Regions from separate parts of the Mus musculus genome. Here region 2 is linked to region 1. A link is a contact called in public HiChIP or PLAC-seq data. All regions are on one chromosome and are shown on one strand. Each heading gives the region's core, a stretch centred on a gene start, on an enhancer-like site or on the middle of the called end of the contact. The rest is flanking DNA. Distances are from core to core; before and after follow the strand shown.

Evidence for each region. HiChIP or PLAC-seq counts read pairs in DNA pulled down with a chosen protein or histone mark.
Region 2: a contact with region 1 is called in an H3K4me3 HiChIP or PLAC-seq map of the SCID.adh cell line, with 11 read pairs. The contact joins the enhancer-like site here to the promoter of Degs1 in region 1. A contact is called at or near these places in 1 of 39 promoter capture datasets (the C10 cell line), 9 of 484 Hi-C or Micro-C datasets (CD8 T cells, the G1E-ER4 cell line, LSK cells and 4 more), 7 of 115 datasets of contacts at active chromatin or transcription factors (the 230-238 cell line, the SCID.adh cell line, bone marrow-derived macrophages and 3 more) and 1 of 9 other capture datasets (adipose tissue).

The regions. Positions count from the first base shown.
Region 1 is chr1:182,279,738-182,287,458 of GRCm38.p6, reverse strand. Degs1 (delta(4)-desaturase, sphingolipid 1) reads left to right here and starts at 4,658. Exons shown (of 3, transcript NM_007853.5): 1 at 4,658-4,837. The coding sequence starts at 4,756.
Region 2 is chr1:182,415,998-182,423,718 of GRCm38.p6, reverse strand. All of the region lies in intron 1 of Trp53bp2 (transformation related protein 53 binding protein 2), which reads right to left. Among named protein-coding and RNA genes, the nearest start is that of Trp53bp2, 11 kb to the right of the region's middle. Within about 2 kb of position 2,833, at least 18 of the 459 cell types and tissues checked have an H3K27ac peak or open chromatin away from gene starts, as enhancers often do. A contact at or near this core is called in the SCID.adh cell line, where this site is marked.

The DNA of each region.
Region 1 (7,721 bases), core at 3,409-5,908:
CATGAGAAATATCTCCCCACACCTTATGGTTTGTCTTGACTTTCCTTTGAAGTCCTGTTCTTCCGCAGTCTTGCTATAGAGCTGAGGGTGGCCTTGAACTCCTGATCACACGTCTACATTCTCAGTACAGGGGGGACAGATGTGCACTGCCAAGGGTGGCTTTCACATCCTACCTGCAGGTGATATCAGGATAGCATAATACTGTTCCCGCTGTGAGGCATTTAACCACTTGCTCTGGAATGAAGCCATCTTTTGATTACAGCAGAAGAGAGACAACCAAGGAGGGTAAGACAGCTGTGGAGTTCATAGATAACTGTGATGTCCACCTTAGATGTCCACCTCTATAAACCCCTCCTTCAGCTCCCTTCCACATGACATGCTGTTTGGCTCTAAGGCTGCCTTCTTTCTCCTACCAGTCAGAAGTAAATTCATTTACTCTAAGTATGAATTGAGTCTCAGTCTTTGGTCTTTCCCTGAGGATTTGAACACCACAACTCCATCAGTGACCTTCGAATAGATGGAGTGTTACCATTTTAACCTTGTGTAACCTCAGTTACATAGTGGCTTCATGGCCAGTGTGTGCTACATGAGACCCTGTCTCAACAACAAAACAAAACAAAAAAAAAAAAAACAAATAAAATCCATTTTTGAGACATTTGTATTCTAGGCTGGCTTCAGACTTACTAAATAGCTGAACTCGAACCCCTGGTCTCTCCGGAGCACCCAAGTGCTGGGATTGCACGTATGTGCCACCATGCCTGGCTTACAAAGTAGTTTTGTACATGAGTTTCCACCAAGTTGTCTTGCAAAATTCTTTTATTTTATTCCGGAAATGCAGTTGTTAGATTTCCTACATTGATGATGTCAAAGACAGTTAATTTTTATCAAACCAATTTTCTGGTTTTTGTTAAGGCCATCATATATATTTTTTTCTTCAACATACTTTTCCCCTTACACGGAGGGTGAATTGGGAGACAGAAGCATGAATAATTGTCTGGCTTTCTTGGGAAAACAAGAGAGTGTGAAGCTTCCTGGGTGACCCTCTTACAGTATGTAGATTAAGCAGTTAGATGAGCAACTAATTAATTGTTAAGTGAAGTATCTAAATCCACAGGCCTAAAGACCAACTTACAGAAGGCTGTTGAACCCCTCCTGGATAGGTAACTCAGCCAAGGGAAGGTGTTCCCCAGAGGCCAGACCCCCAGAAGGAAGAAAGAGGACTGTATGGGAGATAGGTTGGTGTGCAGACTCAGACTGGAGAACGTATGGCACACAGGATGCCAGCAGGCGACTGGGATGTAAGATGCTCTCAACTCTCTACAGGAGCAGTTCCCATAGGCTAATGCTTGCCAGTGTCATTATTAGATTTCAACTGAGTGGCTTTTGAAATGACATAAAAATAAACTGCTTAGCCCACCCTGGTGCGGCATGCTATAAATTTCAGCACTCTTGAGGCAGGCTGTCTCTGGGAGTTTGTGGCTAGTCTGATCTCCACAGAGGTTCCAAACCAGCCAGGGGTACATGAGACCATGGCTCAAAAGAAATACATTTTGAAAAAGAAGAAAAAGGAAAGGAAAGGAAAGGAAAGGAAAGGAAAGGAAAGGAAAGGAAAGGAAAGGAAAGGAAAGGAAAGGAAAGGAAAGGAAAGGAAAGAGGAGAGGAGAGGAGAGGAGAGGAGAGGAGAGGAGAGGAGAGGAGAGGAGAGGAGAGGAGAGGAGAGGAGAGGAGAGGAGAGGAGAGGAGAGGAGAGGAGAGGAGAGGAGAGGAGAGGAGAGGAGAGGAGAGGGCAGCTGGGTGGTGGTGCACACCTTTAACCCCAGCACTTGGGCAGCAGAAGCAGGAAGATTTTTTGACTTTGAGGAATTCCAGGACAGCCAGGGCTGCACAGAAACCCTGTCTCAAAACCAACCAACCAACCAAACAAACAAATAATGGAAACATTTAAATTATATGAAAGAGAGCTAGAGAGATGGCTTATCAGTTAAGAGCACTGACTGCTCTTCCAGAGGTCCTGAGTTCAATTCCCAGCAACCACATGGTAGCTCCCAGCCATCTGTCATGGGATCTGATGTCCTCTTCTGGTGTGTCTGCAGACTGCTGCAGTGTATTCACATACATGAAATAAATAATTCTTTTTAAAATTATATGAAAGAATGTGTCAAGTTCACCGTATGGCTGCTGGGAGACTTCTGGGAAAGCTATTTCTGTTTACTCCAGATAGAGAAACAGCAGCAACCCAAATAAATAATTCTATCCAGCTTGGCGCATGTCTTAGTGTTTCTGTTGCTGTGAAGAGACACTATGATCAAGGCAACTCTTATAACGGCAAACATTTAATTGGGGTTCAGTCCATTATCATCCAGGCAGGAAGTATGGCAGCATCCAGGCAGGCATGGCACTGGAGGGGCTGAGAGTTCTGCATCTTGTTCTGAAGGCAAGCAAGAGAAGATTGACCTCCAGGCAGCTACCAGGAAGGTCTTTCAAAGCCCACCCCTCACAGTGACATACTTCCTCTAACAAAGCCACACCTACTCCTACAAGGCCACACCTCCTAATAGTGCCACTCCCTGGGCCAAACATATTCAAACTACAACAGTGCACCAACAATTTCTTTGGTGATACTTACAGGAACATGAGTATCACCGGCATCACCAAACACCCAACTCCAGTGTGAGCTTGCATGGCTGGAGTCTGTTGCCCAACCTGCAGGCCGCTATACCCCTAAAGAGCCTTCGTTGCTCCAGGCCCTAGGCATATGTGTGTCAGTCAGAGGCCCTGTCATGGACAGAATTCACTTTCTGCTCCAGCCTTTTACAGTTTTAGGCAGTACCATAGCATAGCACAACACAATATAGCTAGAATATGTATTTTACTTCAGTTGTCTTATTTTCTCCTTTAGTGTGAACCTCTGGGAGAAAAGCACTATTATAAAAAATCATAGGGGTTTTGGGTTTTTTTCTTTTTATTATTTATTTGTTTAATTTATTTATTTGGTGGTGGTGGGTTTTGAACCCAGCATCTTACTGGGCACTTTATCATTGAACTCTGTCTCAAGTCTTTTATCTGTGTTGGGTGTGTGTATATGGAGGAGGCTGGGTTTTATCGGTGCACTTGCTCTGTAACCAAGGCAATCCTGGAACTTGTGATCTCTGCCTTAGGCTTCTGCTCAGTTGGGATCACACACAACTGGGCTAACATGCCCGGCAAGAATTTCTTAATACCTTCACCTACCCAGATGATACTTTAATTAAATAGCATCACATCAGGGGCTAGAGAGATGGTTCCGTATTTGAAGAGTTCCTACTGCTCTTGCAGAGTTCAGTTTCCAGCACCCATGGAAGGTGGGGTGTCTTTCAACGGCATGTAACTCAGCTCCAAGGGATCTGACACCCTTTTCTGGCCTCTGAAAGCAACTGCACCCAGATAGATAGATCTTTAAATAACATCACATCATTTTAACCCTTCAGAATAAATAAGACTGATACATCACAGCTGGCTAGTTTATCCTTTAAGTCCCTGTTAATTTGTTGGTTTTTTTTTTCTCCTTTATTAGAGAACACAAAATTCCCATATCGTTTCCTACAGTGAGATCTTGCTGATGGTATCCCATAGTTTAGCAGATTCCTCTGTAGTTTGTAGTTTTCTATACATGAGCAGTTGTACTTCCAAGACTTGTCAGACTTGGATGTCTGTCTCTCTGTGTCCCCACCTCTCCCGTTGTGGTATGCATGTGCAGTGGTGTGTGTCTGTGTCTGATTTATACTCATGACCACTTGGCTTCTTTAGGAAAGTCATCTGGTCTGCTAATCCCTAATCCTGTAATCTTAATCTTAATTAGCAGTTCCTTTCACTTCCAGGCTCCACGGAGAAGCCAGGGCTCTTAGTCCATCCACCTGCTCGGCCCGTGCTCCAACTCTGTGCCACACCTCTAATCCCTAAACCTCGTAAGTGAAGAAATGATAGGCATTTTGAAATCAAATCTCCCCTGCCTCCCACAGGAAGTTGCGGGTGATCACTTCTGTGACACGGGAAGATGCATGATTGAGCAACCATTAGTGTAGGGAAACATCAGAACCACCAACTCCACCCCATCTCTCCCTTCCCTTTTCTTTACTGCATTGTTCAGACAAGTCTGAAATTCCACTGGGAGGCAAGGGCAGGCCCACCGGCTGGAGGATAACCTAGGCTAGGTAGTGAGAACCTACTTCAAGAAACAAAAGCAAACATATGGGGCGGGAGGGGTGAGGAGGGGCGAAGACGGGAGAGAGGGGAGAGAAAAGCAAAGAGAAAAAAAAAACTTTTTTAAAAATTAGATTTTAGTTGCCACACACTCCAAATCTCTGGAGGTTTTAGTTCCAGAAGGCAACCAAACAGGGCTCGACAGATAATTTGCTATTAAAAGTTAAGCGAAATATGGGCTCGTTGCCACTTAATCAAAGCCAGTGATCTTCCGAACTCAAGGAGAGGTAGCCACCCCATGTACTCCACCCACTGAGGCGCTAAAGCGAGAGCCTTATCCAGCCGCAAATCTTTCCTTCTCTTTTCACCTTTTCCCAGGCTTCGTGAGCCTACAAGGTTCTTGGCTGCCGACCCAGGTCCCGCCCATCGCCTCCCACGAGGGGCGTGGTCATTGCGGGGCGTGGCCTGAGGCCCCGCCTCTGCCCGCGTCCCCGCGGCTTATCGACTAGAGCCGGGCCTCGAGCTGCCGCCGTCCGGACACGAGCCGGAGGCAGAGCGGGTCCACAGGCCGCAGCCATGGGTAGCCGCGTGTCCCGAGAGGAGTTCGAATGGGTCTACACGGACCAGCCCCACGCCGCCCGGCGCAAGGAGATCTTAGGTGAAGACTGGACCCCGTTATGTGCGCGTGGCCGCGTGCGGGCCCTGAGCGGCCTCCCGTGCGCGCCGTGCGAGCGCGGCCTCCGCGGCCCCTTCCAGCCGCTCCGCTGCTTGGCCGCCGGCGCGGGCTCCGGGCGGGCGGGAGAACCGAGGGATGAGGGATCAGCGCGCCGCCGCTCGCTGCTAGCCCTTCGATGGTCATGTGTTGGAGGCCTCCGCCGGCCTGTGAGCTGAGGGTCCCCAGGTAGGGCGATCCGGACTCGCCCCTCCTGCTCCGACAGTCGAGGGTGACCCCCGCTCCTGGTGGAGCGGTAGGCTCGAGCCCGGACGCCTGCTTGGCTCAGGGCGTGGTCCAGGGGCATCCCCGGCCCCGGGAGCCTCAATCACGTGGTCCAGTCAGCTGCAGGCCTAGCGGGGGACCAGGTTCGGGTGACCCTAGGCTTCCCAGACCGGATGGCTCCTGTGAGTTTTTATTCCAGTGATCTGCGGGACCGGCTGCATAGGAAAGGCGCGCAGCTTAGCCTCCCGGACCTTAGGACAGGCTAGGCCTGATTTAGGAGAGTATGGGGGGCGGAGGGGGGGTTTCCACGTGAGATAGAGAGGTCTCTTATCCCACGTAGGCTGCTCTTAAGAATAAGGACAAATTGTTGGGTATGAGCTTTGCATATATGAACCAGTTCAATTTTTCCTTTCCAGTACTTTGCCTGAGCCGGCATTTTAAAAGATGAAGTAATGTTTAAGAAGATTCCAACATCTTCATAATTAGACTGCAGCCAAAGAGTCTGCCTTTTTTCTTTTCTTGGTGCTAGATATAGAAAGTTGTTTTAGTTTGTTTGTTTTGATTTAATTGAGAGAATCAATGAAAGGCCTTTTAATATGAGGAACTGCCTCATATCCACCATTTTCACACTCTTTCTTAAAAATATTTGCCTAATGGGGGAGGGGGCGGCGAGGCCCTGGTTTCTGCAGTAGTTGCTAAACTTAGACATTACTTGTTTCGCAAATCAGAGTGACTAGCTGCCGTTCAAATGGACTTTATTTTTCTAGTGGAATTCACGTTCAGGGGATCCCTGGTGCTAGTAAGTTCTCTACCATTGAGCTGCACCCCTGACTTCTGACCTGGAACTTAAATTGAGTGAGCCTCAGTCATTATCACCAGCTGTGCTGTCAGGTGCTTTGGGCTCTGGGGTTTCCGTATAGTCATTGCCTCTGCCTCATTACGGTGATAAATGTCTGCTGCTCCAGGGAGGGAGGGAGGCCTTTGGCTGCTGGCTTATCGGTGCTCACCGGTGCTTTTGGGTGTGTGGGGAGGGGGGAAGGGGGAGGTGTCTGGTGAAATCATGCCAGAGGGGTTTGAAGGAAAAAAGCTGATCCCCCTCATGTCAGCCTGGAAGCTGGGGGGCAAATGGAAACGTCCTTTGGGGCCTGCTTTCAGTGCACACCTCCTCCTATGCCTTTTATTCTGAGTCCTTTGAGGGGTTAATATGTTGATAAGGTCAGAACATTCAGGATCCTCACTGTGACCAGATCTGCCAGCTGGGGTCCAACCCTTTAATATGTGCGGTGATACCACATTTTGCTTAACATTCCTTTGATAGACATTTGAGCTGATACCCCCTCTCAGCTGTTTTTAATAGTGTTCCTTTGAATGTTCATGTACAGGGCATGGATTCGTTTTCGTTTGGGGGTTGCTGGCCGTTCTTTCTTTAGCATTTTGGTTGAATGTCAGACAGTCTAAACCATTTTACATACTCATCAGGCAGTGTATGAAGATTCTGGTTTCTCCACAACCTAGTTGTTACCTGCCTTTGGGTACGTGGGCGTGTGGGTGTGCCCCCACAAGTGCATGTGCGTGCACACACGCCACAGTGTGCACTGTGGCTGTCAGGAGTGTGCTGTCTTTCCATCTCGTCCTCTCTTGTTTCTGCCTCTGCTGGGCATGCCAGGCTCGCTGGCTTGAAAGCTCACGTGGCTAAGCTCTTGCTCGTCTCAGCACTTAACCTCTCCTCTGGTGATATGAGGCCCTTAGACTATTGGGTTTGGGGAGTTTGTTTTTGCCTTGTTTCCTTTTCTGAGACAGGATCTTACCATGTAGTCCAGACTGGCCTGGAATTTACTAACTACCTCAGCCTCCTGAGGGCTGAGGTTATGTGTGTCACGATGCCCAGGTGTTTTTTTTAAAGTGTGGTGAAGATTCAAAACAGAATTCCCTGGAGGAAGCTTGGTCCAAAAGAACCGTGGAAATGAGAGTTTTTGTGATTTAGAGATCCTATGGAACAAATGTTACGTTCTTTCCTGTGTCAGCTGAGCTAACTTCATGGTTATATACGGTAAACGTGCCAGAGCTTGGCTTACAGAGATGGCTCAGTGGCTAAGGGCACAAGAGCACTTGTTGGCTCTGGCAGAGGACACAGGCTCAGTTCCCAGTGGTACATGGTTGCGCACAACTAACTGTAACCAGCTCTAGGGGGATTCCATTCCCTCTTCCGATCTCTGCAGGCACCAAAGCACCACATGGCTCACAAACATACATGCAGGCAGAACACTCAAACATATAAAGTAAATAAATAATCAAATAAATCTTAAAAGAAAATATGTGCAGGCTTTGTCTAAACGTAAACGTAATTCTTTTAGTGTAAAAGAATGTGGACTGTCCAGATTAATTCTTCGTGCATAAACTGTTGTATCATGCTATTTTGTGACTTCATTACCAGAACATAGTCTTTCCCTTTAGAAAATAAATATCTCATAAAGTCTGTCAGGGGGAGAATTATAACTTAGAAAAGGGAAAAATCTAATTGCATTAATCTGAGTGTATTAATTATAGTTGCTGAACTATGGTTTGCTTTTCTTTCTCATTTCCTTTATTTATTTATTTATTTATT
Region 2 (7,721 bases), core at 1,584-4,083, 140 kb before region 1:
TAAGGCATAGGCGCTGGATTCCCTGTAACCTGAGTTACAGATGGTTATGAGCCACTATAGTGCTTGCCTTGGCTATATTTGCAATTTTTCACTTTTAATAATTGGAAGACTCCTGTGATTCGGCTATGGAACCAAAAAAGAAAAAGAAAAAGGCTGGGCACACCTTTAATCCCAGGGAGGCAGAGGCAGGTGAATCTAAGCTTAAAGCTATCTTGGTCTACAGAACAAGTTCCTGGACAGCTAGAGCTACACAAGGAAACCCTGTCTCAAAAACAAACAAACAAACAAACAAACAAACAAAAAAGTAAACCAAGTATCAGAAGTCATAAAATCGTTATATTTTTGTTTGGTTGGTTTGGTTTGGAGGTTTGTTTGGTTGGTTGGTTGGTTGGTTTTTGACCAGGCTGTCCTGGAACTCCGAGATCCACCTGTATCTGCCTCCCAAGTGCTGAGATTAAAGGCGTGCACCATCACTGCCCAGCTGTATTTTGTAACCTTACTCCTGGAATTCAAAGAAATGACTGGAATGAAAGAAGTCTAACTGCCTGAAGATTTTCAGTTCAATGTTACATCCGTAAACAATGAAAGGGAAAACTATCCAGCAACACAGAAGAATTCAGTAAAAATACAAATATTAGGGGTACTGTGCCCCAGCTACTAATTACTGTCACTATGAACAGAGAATAAGACAAGTGTTGAGATACATAAGCCTGACATAAACACACACACACACACACACACACACACCGATAATACAAGCACTAGAGAGTCAAGAGACAGAGTGCTCAAGTTCAAAGCCAGCCTTGGATACTTAGAGAGTTCAAGGCCAGCCTGGGATACAAAGTGAAATAAACTCTGACTCAAAACCAAAACCAAATAGATATACAAATAATTGACTAACATGGAAACACAGAAATAATATCAGAGAAGTACACACCAATTTCCCTTAAATTAAAATAAAAAGTCAATGTTAATTTTTTAAAAATAATTTACAGCTTGAAAGCATGCCTAATATGATTGTTGCTTGTTTCTGCCTCTTGCAATGATCGGATCAATCTCAGAAGGGAAAACATGCAGGAAAAGATAAAATGCAGCCTCCAGCACATGGCACAGTAATTTGTGCCAAAGCCATGTCTGTACAGAACTTCCAGAAACACAAGGAAACACATAGTATTTGGTCAAAAAGAACAGGTCACAGCCCCATTGTTATAGTTCACGCAGTTACTGTAATTAATGTTTTATCACTGACATAAGAACGCTTATTTTCAAAGAGAAGCCGATTCAGAGGGAAGAAGGAGCAACCTTTCCAAGAAGACACACTCAACACTGGCTAGGGCACTGCAAGAAGCTTATTTTGAGTCAGAGGGGTACGTTTATTTACTTGGTGCTATATATGTATGTTCGTATGTACGTATGTACGGACGTGTATATTCACTGGAGGCGGTATGCACATCCGCTGTATGCGTGGAGGTGAAAGACAACCTGCAGCTATTGGTTTCTCTTCCCAGCACATGGCTCCCTGGGATCAAACTCAGGTTGCCATCACGGCAATAAGGACCTTTACTCACTGAGCCACCTCTGCAGCCCTGTTCATTTGGTTTTAAAAGCCATGTGAAGTCGCAGAGGAAGAAAACTGGAATGTGGGTCTAAGATGTTTGTTGTAAGAACAGGAAGGCTGACCACAATTCAGAGTTGCCATTTGCGAAAACTCATGCTTACCTGAGGCTTACCTGGAGGAAATAGGCATACAAGGAGAAAAAAACGTGCCCTTCAAAGAAAAATGAACCATCTATAAAAAGAACAAAAATCCTTCTCAAAATCCCCAACACATAAGAAACTTCCCACAAAGCTGCTAGGATACTGAGCTAGTGGTGGGATTTAGAGGAAAGCTGACCGGTTTTCTATGCTTCAGTAAAGAACAAATGTGAATTGTTCCTCCAGTTTTATATTTTGCTGAACTCACTCAAAGCCCCAGACTGCTTTCTGGGAACAATACTACAAAGTTCCTTTTTACCCAGCCCTGCAAAATTAACCTTCAAACACTTTGACTCAGTAAGGATTGTCTATGCGTGCATCTGTGTGTGTGCACAGGGGTGTCACATGGAAGTCAGAGCTGACATCAAGTGTCTTCCTCTATTGTTCTTCAGGTTACATTTTGAGACAAGGTCTCTCACTGAAATAGAACTGACCAACTGGCTAGATTGGCTGGCCAGTGAGCCTCCTACCGTCACCCCTGAACCTATCTATCTGCACTCCCCCCACACACACACTACTGGAGCTACAGTCCTGCATTGCCAAGCCTGGCTTTTCTGTGGATCTGTATTCAAGGTCTATGCTTCCTTCCACAGCAAGCACTTTACCCAAGGACCCATCCTCCCGGCCCCCACAGAGAGGACTTAAGAAATAACAGGGCCAATGAGATGCCTCAGTGGATAAGTTACAACACAAGCCTCATGTCCTGAGTTTGAGCCCCAGAACATACATACATAAAGCAGGAAAGGGAAAACTGTGTCCACAAAGCTGTGTTCGTGTACATGTCTGTGCATGAACATGTGTGTTCCCATGTGTGGATCTGTCTGTGTATCGTACACAAACAATATTGAATTTTTTAATTAAAAAAATAACATTAAGGACTGTGGTATTGCTCGGGGCAGAGCAAGGGTCTATCATATGCCAGGGCCTGGGTTTTTCAGCCTGACCATAGCTATGCAACACTTGAAGGGGTTTCAAAAGTTCAGACCATTCCAGTCAGCCTCCTGTTCCTGTGGTCACTCTGCTGACAGGAAATGTACCAGTCAGGTCGGCTGGCTTTCTCACACAGGCATGCTCTGTCCCAGCTTCTGCATGAAGCCAGTGCAGGGTTCCCCACAATCTCTGAGAGGCAGCATACAGTCTCAGTGGATGTGGAACCTTCTTCGGGAGCCCCAGGCACATGTCTCTTTGAGTCCTTTCCCACCCTCCCTGAGGACATTCCAGCTGTAATACGGTTCTCAGAAGGTCACTCCTCATAACAGCCTAATATGCTTGTCAAGTTTTCTCATACCTAGAGTCTACTCTGGGCTGTCACGTTGAAATTGCTATGAGTTCTACCAATCTTCTATTAGACTCAATCTAATTTAGCTCGTCTGTGCTCACTAAATACACTGCCTTTTATCCTGGCATACTTTTAAGTCTATCAGTCTCTATCAGTCAAATATGAGTTATTTAAAACAAAATCATAGCCAATGACTTTTTTTTTTTGCATTATCAACTATTTTCGGGACACTTAAAAGAAGTTAGAATTGGCTAGTAACACAGATATCAATCTGAGCAATATTCTGTGAGAAAGCTAATCACACATAAACTATGCTGGCACTTAATACCATGTGGAGCAGACTAACATTTTCTAAAACAATCAACATGGAGGAGCTACACAATAAATTGTGGGGTTTTGTTGTTGTTGTTATTGTTTTGGTTTGGTTTTTTGTTTTTTGTTTTTGAGACGGGGTTTCTCTGTGTAGCTGTCCTAGAACTCACTCTGTAGAGCAGGATGGCCTCAAAACCAGAGATCCACCTGCCTCTGCTTCCCAAGTGCTAGGATTAAAGGCATGCGTCACCACTGCCTGGCAAAATGTGGTTATTTTAATTAAAGCAAAATAGGATTATACATGAAAAATAGAGTTTTATAAGCAAGGATCCTGCTGGTCTTTGCTGTCATGTAACATAACCATTCCTAATATAAGCAAATTAACAGCTGCTTCTCTATTCATGGTAATCATCAAAGTCAGTCACTCAAAGGAAGCCCCTGTCTGCCTGCCCCTTAGCCCCTGCCCCTTGCTGACCTCAGTGTCCCTGAACCATGCGCTCACTAACATGCACAGTTACCATACAGACATAGTTCACGTAATAGGAATATAGTGATGAAAAACTGCCTTCTTGTGGCAGAATGGAAAGATTAATAATACACAGCTGGATTATGTAAGTTCAAGAATAAGAAGTGCTGGGCTGGAGAGATGGCTTGGCAATTAAGAGCACTGGCTGCTCTTCCAGAACACTGTAATTCAATTCCCAGCACCCACATGGTGGCTCATAACCAGCTGTAACTCTAGTCCCAGTTTGCTTCACTCTTCTATGGGTACTACACATACACGGTACACAGACATACATGTAGCCAAAACACCCATACACATAAAAATAAATAGATAAAATGTTTTTAAGGGATAAGAAGTGTAAGCTTTATTGATGGGGAAGTCATCAGAATAGTTTTGCATATTCTGATTAATTCTAATGCAATTATAGGAAATAAAGGCTGAGTATTCTTTACCCAAAAGGCTCAGGACTACAAATATTCCAGAATTCACTTTGTCTCTATATTTGAAAATACCCATAAAAATCTTATGAAGGAGACTCAAGTGTAAATATAAATTCATGTGTCTTATCACCTAATACATACATAAAGGTTGCATTTTTAACTGCTACTCTTCACGTGAAATTAGATGTCAAATTTTCTACTCATGACCTCTTGTCCACATTTAAGATTTCAGATTTTGGAGTAGTTTGTTTGTTTTGATCAGGAGTGCTATGTGCTTAAAGCTTAGTTGGATATGGTAGCTCACACCTATAATCTTAGCACCCAAGACAATGAGGCAGAAGGATCATTCCAAGTTCCAGGCCAGTTACATATAACGGGGAGCCCTAAAACTTCTATTAAATGATGTGCTCCACAGTAAGTTTCAAGTCACCAAGCAAGAAATCTAAAATCCACACTTTCCTCTCTTCTCGTCTAGAACAGCTTATTTGCAGACCCTGAGCATTCCCTTGTGAAGCCATCCCTACAATTGTAGCCTTAGACATAAAACCTCTTCTAGCTGCTCCTACACAAACCCCCCAACTGCCACAGAGTACATGTTCTCTGCCTGTCAACCTCTCGTGCCTCACTACATCCCACTGAGCTCACTCAGGCCCTGCACACAGCAGCTGCACAATCTACTTCTGTCTGAGTGAACTAATGGCCCTAAGTCAGAGACTTGAGGCTCCACAGAAGACAGCAGGCTAGAACCTGGTGGTCAGTTATCCATAAGCACATGGCATTACTTCATAGTGAGCTTTTTCAAAGCAAGACAATGTCTCAAATGAAAAGGATAAAACTGTGCCTATTTGGAGACAAAGTTTGGCGGTGCAAGCCTTTATTTAATGCCAGCACTTGGGAGGCAGAAGCAGGCAGATCTCTGAGTTCGAGGCCAGCCTGGTCTACAGAGTGAGTTCCAGGACAGCCAGGGCTACACAGAGAAAGTCTGTCTTAAAAAACATAAAATAAATAAATACCTTCGTTCTGTCTGCAACTCCTCTGTAAGGTTAACGCTGCTGTGCTCTCCCCTGAAGTGGGCAATGCTACTTTATGATTACGTGACTTGTTTCACACTGATTGTGAGCAAGCGGAAAAAGTAAACACACCAAGTAAGCCCTGCAGCACCCTGATGAGATTCCTCAGGAGCATGCAGTGGGCAGTAAGTGCAGCCAGATGCTCTCTTGTAAATACTGACGCTGGCGTTTTGAATCTTTTGATCACTTCCTGCAGGTAGCTAAAACTTCAGAAATGGGATATAGCCTTGATACCACCGGGCTTAATTTCATTGGGCTGGGTAACAAAGAAACTTGGTATCTGGATAAGGACGTTATTATATTGTATTCTTGAAGAATCCTGGAGAGGGAAAAACTGTTGCTCAGAAAGACCACAAGGAAAACACAATTTTGTATAGACTAGAACAAAAATAGTGACCAAGGTGAGCACTGCACCACCCCAAGAGAAAAACAGACTGGAGATAAGAGTCTGGTGCACACTGGCCAAAGGACCAAAGGAAAATACAGGGAAAATGGAGCACGACCGCCATGCCTCTGGCTCTACAGATCAACGGACAACATACCAAAAGACTTAGATACCTTTAAGTGGCAGTTGGAGGCCAGACAGACAGACAGCCCAGCAGGTCAGTGCCGGCTGTGCAGGCCTCACAGCCCAAGCCCCATCTCCAGAGCCGCTGTAGGAGAAAACCTCTCCCTTGAAAGTTGTCCTCTGATGTCCACATGTATACTGTGGCAGCACAACTGCACACTTGCACATACCAAATAAGAGAATAAAAATAATCTGTTACTCAAAATAGTGTTCCTGCTCCATAAAATAAACACAGTCATCAGAAATGGCCCGCATCTCACAACCTAGCTGTCAGCATCCACAGTTAGTGCGATGGAGAAAACATTATAAACAGTTTCTAAAACTAAAGAAGCTTGACTTGATTTCCTTAGGCCTCTGCCTACTTTGCATCTGTTAGGAACACAAAAACAGCACTGACTTCCAAACAAAAGGGACACCATGGAGCAGTCAGGTCTGAAGCCACTAGAGCAACCCAGCTATGTGTCAAAGCTTTCTAAAGCACTTACAAGGTTGTCCAGGCATGCTAATGTGAAAACTTCATTAATTAAAATCTGAACTGGGCCTGGTAGCACAGGTTATAAACCAGCTGTCTATCTGGAAGACTGAGAAAAGAGGACTGTAAATGCAAGGTCTTCCTGGGCCACAGAATACGGTTAAGCAAGACTGGGAAACTTATGGAGATCCTATCTCAAAAGTGAGAAAAGGGCCATGAGGCTGGAGAGACGGCTCTGTTTAAGAGCACTGACTGTTCTTCAGAAGACCTGGGCTCAATTTACAGCACCCACACTGTGGCTCACAATCATTTGGAACTTCAGCCCCAGGGGCTCTGACACCCTCTTCTGCCCTCTACAGGCACCAAGCATATACATGGTGAACAGACATACACAAGAGACAAAATATATTTTTAAAATAAATAATCATGGAGTTTGTTGTTGTTTAAGACCCAGTGCTGTGGACAGCACTCGCAAGGCCCTCCCCTGATCCCCAATACAGAAAGGAAAGTGAAGAAATGAACGACAGGTAAATAGCTTAATTCCTACCTTGTTCTGATTCCCAGCCCTAGGAAATCCATGATTTCTCCTCTCACCCCAGGGACCTCTCAATGTCATCCTAAAGCAAGCTAGCAGAGCAAGTAGGAAACTCCAAGTCTCCTAACCGGTGTGTACCGTAGGCTAGGCCTTTAGCGTGGCAAGGTGTGTTGCCTGCTCTCCCAGTGCTCCTACAGCCCTCTCCAACCCTTCCATATGGCACCCCTAGAACTCTTTCTCCATGGAACAAGCCTTCCTAGTCATCAGGTCACGCCAACTCTCAGTATCCTGCCCTTCCACAGAAAAGCTCCCCACTGCCAGCTCTCTCCCTTACTTCCTGCTGCTCTCTCCTGCCCTCCGAGCTCTGGTCTAGCTGGTTCCCAATGCTTCGTGATAGGTCTCTGCCCAGATGCTGGGGACTCTGCCCATAGGAACTGTTCCATGGCAATCTTCAGTGTTGGCCCCCTGCTTCAGCAGAAATGTCAGTTCCCTGACTACTCAATACAAAGGAGCTACATTAGCCTAACTTAAATCCCATCTAAGGCCATTACTTCCTTTCACATTTGTCTCCACCTCCCAAGCTCTATGAAAAGTCATCTCCCTGAAAGTTGTCCTGTTCTGTATCCATGAGACTCAGAAAGGAGCCTGAGACACTGCAGACATTCACTTAACACATACTGAATATGTGCTGTCCCCAAATAGCCATCATGAGGAAAAACCAAGAGGCCAATTAGGATTCCATCCAAATCAGACCTGACAATGGACTCACCATACAGTCCTGAGTG